2 separate regions of the Mus musculus genome follow, and region 1 is linked to region 2. A link is a contact called in public Hi-C data. All regions are on one chromosome and are shown on one strand. Each heading gives the region's core, a stretch centred on a gene start, on an enhancer-like site or on the middle of the called end of the contact. The rest is flanking DNA. Distances are from core to core; before and after follow the strand shown. Region 1 has its middle 65 kb from the start of Gm51556. Region 2 overlaps Gm32968 (a long non-coding RNA gene).

Region 1 (2,775 bases), core at 58-2,557, 91 kb before region 2:
TCTCCACAAATGCCTCCCTCTGAGTTCCCAAAAGGCAGAAAGCTTTCAAAGCTGCAGTTTAAACAGGCCGTGAGTGCATGCAGAGAGGAGACCAGGCACGGCGGCCCAGGCAGAGGACGGTCTTCTCCCTTCCCACACCGACCCACCCGGAAGGAAGAAACCAGTAGGAGAGGCAGGACCCCAACTCTAAGCATAAGGAGCTGTCCTGGGACCATCAACCATCCCTGCTCTTGTCACTAGAGAGCTCCAGAGTGACTCCTGTGACCATCAGGCCTCTTGGATGGGGCACCTCAGTGGTCCTGACTGCCCACCCTCATTTGCAGCACTGCCCGCAGGCCTCCCTTGGTGTGTCACTCAGCCCTCCGAGGTACAGACAGGGTTTGCTTTGTGACTCTCCCCACATGACTCGGGGTGACTGGTGCTATAGAGCTCTGCAGAAGAAAGAGCTACAGCAAGTGCTGGTGAGAAACCGGGCAGAGGCCAGAGATCTCTCTCCCACTCCCTATCGGCACAACCAAGGCCACCTGCAGCTCTGCCTGTTGGATCTCAGCCTGCTGCTTCATCCCTGCTACAAGAGGGCTAGGGGTTGACCCTTATCCCTAGGTTGCTAATGGTCAGGCCACTGCAGAGCCCTGGCCTCCAGCCTGGCAGGTGTCAGGTGACCTCCCCAGCCTTTTCCACAGGCACGGGAGGACCACAGGCTCAGGAGGACCACAGGCCACAGATGGAGACTTATCAGTTCAAAACAAATGGATGGCTGCTTTTCTGAGTAACAGGCTGAGGATCAGGGTGTGTGTGGAAGCATACTTGGCCTGGAGGAGGTGTGCCAAATGGGGGAGATGGGAGGGCTGCCTAAGTCTCCATCCTCCTCTCCCAAGGGGAACACACTTACTGAGACCCTGGAGCAGAGACAACCATGTCTTCATGTGCAGTATGCTACACTGCCCCTTCTGGGATACACAGACTCTGAGGTGCTTCCAGACAGTGAGTGGCAGGTGATTTGGAGTTAGCTAGTATGTAGTGTCCTGTGGCTCTCTAGAGATGGGGGGCGGGGGAGGGAGGAGAGCAGCATTGAGATCCCTGAGTATGTGTGGTGGCATCACAGGACAGCAGAGGGTGTCAGCCTGGGAGCCTCTGGGCTCCTCCCCCCTCCCTCCAGTTCCATCTCGGTCACCCCCGAGGCACCCTGCCCACCCTACCCTGTGCACTTGATAATGCTTGTCAAGACTGCTGAGCAGTCCTGACCTCTCCCCCACCACTGCTAATTAAGGTTCCGCAGTGACAGTTCAACTGCGGAGCATCAAGCTGGCGGCTCCAAAGCCTCTAATTGGGGCTGCTTTTCATTCTAAGCCTGCGGGCTGGGGCTCTCCAGACCTGGGCCCTGGCTCATTTTCCTTTTGTGTTTTCCATCTGAGATGAGGGGGGAGTGGGAGGAGGAGGGAGAGAGAGAGAGAGGAGGGAGGGAGGGAGGGAGAAAACAGGGCCAGGTGGGGCCTTTCCCTGATCCCTTTCTCTGCCCCCACTGAGCTCCTGGCCTAGGGCTGAGCCCTGCCTGGGGGCAGCTGCCTGGATGTCTCCCCCCACCCCCCAGCCCCAGGCTTCTAGGACCCTGGTGTTTGTATGTGTGTGGCCTGAGTGACAGCTGCCCCCACAGAACGGTCTCCTCCCTGGGGCTGCAATGTCTCGCTCCAGGCTCCCACTGGGGCCATGCTGGCTCCCCCTTCCCACCTAATGTTGATGATATGCCAAGCAGGCTCTCCAGGGCTCTCCAACTGCCTTCCTCCTCCCACCCACTAAATCACTGTGGCCTAAAGCCTGAGAGCTGGCTGGGTGGGAGGAGGGAGAGCTCCCTCTCTCCAGAGCTGCCAGGAGCAAAGGCAGTAATGTTACCTGGGGGAGGGGGAGCCAGGAGGAGGTGCGTGGACTTCAGCAGGTGGTGGAGGGGCAAGAGCCACAGGGCCACAGCAGCATCTAAGGGCTATCCTGGGATCCACTGCAGGGGACGGTGATTCCCACTAAGGCAGATTTTTGCTTGCATACACAGTCTCTCCAACTCCACCCCTACCTCCAAAGAGGCCACATAGGGCTCACACTGGATCCAAAGGCTCCCATGCCTGGCGGAATCCACACCACCACACTACCAGGGGTCTCCATCTCAAAAAGTCGAAAGGCTGTAGGGGATTTCAGTGGGGGGGAGAAATATATCTTACAGGGCATCTTCTGCCAACAAAGCCTGCAGCTTTAACTCAGCACTGGGGGACAGAATGCTTCTGGCATCCAGAAAGGCTCCTGCAACAAGGAATCAGACCCTGGGACAGCAGTGGTCTTGAGATCAAGACGCCAGGGAAAGCCAGCTTCCCAGAGGCACAGGACCTGGTAGAGCAGTGTTCTGCTGAGGCTGGCTCTGTCTCAAAGCAAAAACACCCTCAGGCTTGTGTGGGTGTATGGGTCCTGGGTGTCTGGCCCTCACACAGGCTCCTCCCCGCCTTGGACTGTCAGGCTGGGGCAGCGATGCTTCCTCCTGAGCTGGGGTCTCAGCTGCCCACTTTCCTGCTGGGTGGCCCTCCCTGGTCTCCTGACTTTATTCCCTGCCAGTCATGGGTACGGAGGCACTCCGAGGCCCTGGTCCCTGAACATCAGCAGGCAGGCTGGGCAGCTTTCCTCGGAAGTCCTTCCCCCCACTGCACCCCCTGACACACACACACATACACACACACACACACACACACCCCTCACCAAATGCTATGCATTGGGCTATCCTGTCACTCAGCCCTC
Region 2 (2,911 bases), core at 285-2,784:
GGACTCTGAATGTGAAAAGGAGCCCCGAGGATGTGGGGGGTTCTGAGGTGGGGTGCAGGGTTCACAGGTGGAGGGCAGGACTTTTGCCAGAAGCAACTAGGTAGCTTTCCAAGATACTTGCTGCCCATGGCTGCTGTAATAAATGACCCCAAATCTAGAGGCTCAGAAACATACCAGACCTCTTTCTGACTGGATCTTAGGGGCTGAAATCTCAGGCTTGGCAGGGCTGGCCTCCCCACTGCCCGGGGGGTCACCTGCTTTATCGTCTTGGCTTCCAGAGAGGATTGTCCCCAGTGGCTGCCTCTCCCACCCCACAAGTCCATTATCACAGATCTGAAGTTCCATTCTATGCCTGCCGCCTCCCCTTTGTCTCCACCCCTCCCCCCACCTCACCAGCCCAGTGTAATCTTGTGGGCCATCTGCACACTGTCCTTCTCGCGGCCCTGGGGATCCGGACATGGATACGGGGGGGCCCTGCCCGACCTCACACAGATGGCCTTTGGACATCGTATGTAACCCACAATCACTGTCACCGGGAAGGACACATGGGTCCCAAAAGCCAACAGCCTGGGGAGAGATGGAGAAAGCAGGGGCTTCTATATCTTCAGCCTCCAGAGAGGGAGGGTCTCCCTCCCACCTCCTACCCCCTCTGCCCCAGCCTCCTGCCCTCTGTCCCCAAACGTCACTCTTCCCTCCTCCTTGCTGGGCATTCCCCAGAGTTACTGTTTTAATAAGCTCCTTGCCCTCTAATTAGCAGGTGCGGCTCTGTAAGGAAGCGCCTGGTGTTTACCTAGCACGGAGCCTTTAATAACTGCAGCCCGGCGGGCTGGCTCCCTAATCCCCTCTGCAGGCGGGCTAATGAGCCTGGCACCGCCAGCCACTCCTGCCTCACCAGGCTAGCAGTGCCCCCAGGGCTTCTTACTGAGCCCCGCCAGGACCCTGGAGCCCACAGACTCCAGGCCTGGGTCAAGCGTGATACCTCGCTCCAGACTGATGGCACTGCCAGGTCCGTGTTAGGGGAAATGAAACCTCCTTAGCGGGTGGGGCTGGCCAATCTCAGAGCTGGCAACATCTCCATACTTAAGGGAGGGCTGTCCCTCGGGACTCAGGCAGGGGGCAGAGGCCACTAAAACATGCAATACTCAGGGGCTGCAGACCAGAGGGCACAAGCTAATTCTACAGCCTGGAACAACCGTTCCTCCCCCCCACAAGCTGGGGGTGGCAACAGCTAGGAGCACTGGGCAGTCTGGGGCAGAACTCATCCAATCAGCTACAGGAGGTCCCCGGAGGGAGCTGTTGACTCCAACAAGGGACAGCTACCACAGGGCAGCTTTCAGGTCTCAAGCTCCCCTCCTCCCAGACACAGCAGGACCCAGAGAGGAAAAAAAAGGCACTCTGTGGCAGAATATTCTAGAACAAGATGTGTGTGGGTTTTTTTTTTTTTTTCCTTTTAAATAAATGGATGTGCCTTGGGGCTGCTTGGGAGGCAGAGGCCCCGCCCACCCATTTGGAGGCGTTGAATAGCTTGAAAGGCCCTTGGAGTGCGGAGGCAAGAGAGAAAGGCCTCCTCTCAGCTTCCTTTGTGGGAAAGCCTCCTCTGGCCCCTGCTGGGCCTTTATCTGACTCGGCTGGTTCTTCCTGCAGTGGGGGTACCTCAGGAAGGTGGGTGGAGGGGAGGCCTCCCTTCCTGCAATCCTCCCCCTCCCTCTTCCCTCCGCTAGCCTCTCTCTCCCTTCCCAGGCCACAAGGTTCCCCAGGCCTTCCCCTTCCTGGGCAAGAGCATTCTAGTGCCTCCTGCTCAGGCAAGCAAAGACCCTGGCCACTGGACACCCTTCAGCTAAGAGCAGTCAAGCACAAACTAAGAGTCAGTTTTTTGCTGAGAGTCACCCTGTGCAGTCATCATAAAAGGGAGACCGAAAATCTGGGGATCCCTCTAATCACAGCCACTGGACCCAAGTGTGGCCAGTGACCCCAGCTAGGTGACAACAAACAACTGGGCACCTTCTCAGGATGCCATCCTTCCTCAACGTCAACCCAGAGGGTGAGTGAGTGACCCACATTCTGTAAATTCGTAGAATGACAGGAAGAATGGCCAGGATCAGAGAACCTGCACCTAGCCATCCAACCTTGACCCCTGGGCTCACAGGGAAAGAACAAAGGAAATGTGAGCCAGACCAAGCTAGTCAGAATCCTGTCCCATCTGGGTGGGTGTGGTGGCGCATGCCTTTAGTCCCAGCACTTGGGAGGCAGAGGCAGGCAGATTTCTGAGTTTGAGGCCAGTCTGGTCTACAAAGTGAGTTCCAGGACAGCCAGGGCTATACAGAGAAACCCTGTCTTGAAACCCCACCACCACAAAAAAAAAAAAAAAAAAAAAAGAAAAGAAAAAGAAAAAAAGAAAAAAAAGAAATTCCCGTCCCGTGTACCCTTCCAGAACTTTCTAGGGCAATGGCACAGACGGCACAGTGTCTGGAAGAGGAAGGGGCTAATGTTGTGACTTCTGTATCTGGCTCTTGACTGTGATGACTTTGGTTCTGGGGCTCCACAAACCAGGAACCCCAACTGCCTAGAGGGAGGAGGCAGGAAGAGTAAACCAGACCCACAAGCCATAGAACAAGTTGGCAAGAGGCCCCACCATGTTGCTAGCCACTCTGCCATCTTGGAAGCGGTTCTTCCAGCCCCAGGCAGAGGCCTCCACAGGTGGTCCCACCTAGCCTCACCCACCCCACCCACCCCACTGCAGGTCTGTGAACAATGGAGCATGGGCTGTTCTGTGGTCGGCAGCACATAGGAGGCTGGAGGCAAGATGGCCAGGCAAGATCAGCTTCAGATGACTGGACCCCCCACAGTATCTGGGTGCCACGCCCTTATTCAGTTCTAGAAGTGACCTCCATTGCATGCACAGGGCGACCAA

Evidence for each region. A called contact is a pair of places that touch in the nucleus more often than the background predicts.
Region 1: a Hi-C map of rod photoreceptor shows a contact between it and region 2, with 2.8 times the contacts expected there. The contact joins two enhancer-like sites. A contact is called at or near these places in 2 of 15 datasets of contacts at CTCF or cohesin (both in embryonic stem cells), 40 of 484 Hi-C or Micro-C datasets (the G1E-ER4 cell line, the HL-1 cell line, the Patski cell line and 17 more), 12 of 115 datasets of contacts at active chromatin or transcription factors (the HPC-7 cell line, the SCID.adh cell line, cardiomyocytes and 7 more) and 1 of 9 other capture datasets (embryonic stem cells).

Annotation. Positions count from the first base shown.
Region 1 is chr8:120,424,288-120,427,062 of GRCm38.p6, reverse strand. It overlaps a transcript of Gse1 not described here. Among named protein-coding and RNA genes, the nearest start is that of Gm51556, 65 kb to the left of the region's middle. RefSeq lists an enhancer at 1-2,775. Within about 2 kb of position 1,307, at least 104 of the 459 cell types and tissues checked have an H3K27ac peak or open chromatin away from gene starts, as enhancers often do. A contact at or near this core is called in the HPC-7 cell line, the SCID.adh cell line, cerebral cortex and 4 more, where this site is marked.
Region 2 is chr8:120,333,709-120,336,619 of GRCm38.p6, reverse strand. Gm32968 (a long non-coding RNA gene) reads right to left here. Exons shown (of 3, transcript XR_388103.3): 2 at 394-567. It also overlaps a transcript of Gse1 not described here. Among named protein-coding and RNA genes, the nearest start is that of Gm32968, 7.5 kb to the right of the region's middle. Within about 2 kb of position 1,534, at least 170 of the 459 cell types and tissues checked have an H3K27ac peak or open chromatin away from gene starts, as enhancers often do. A contact at or near this core is called in the HPC-7 cell line, the SCID.adh cell line, cerebral cortex and 4 more, where this site is marked.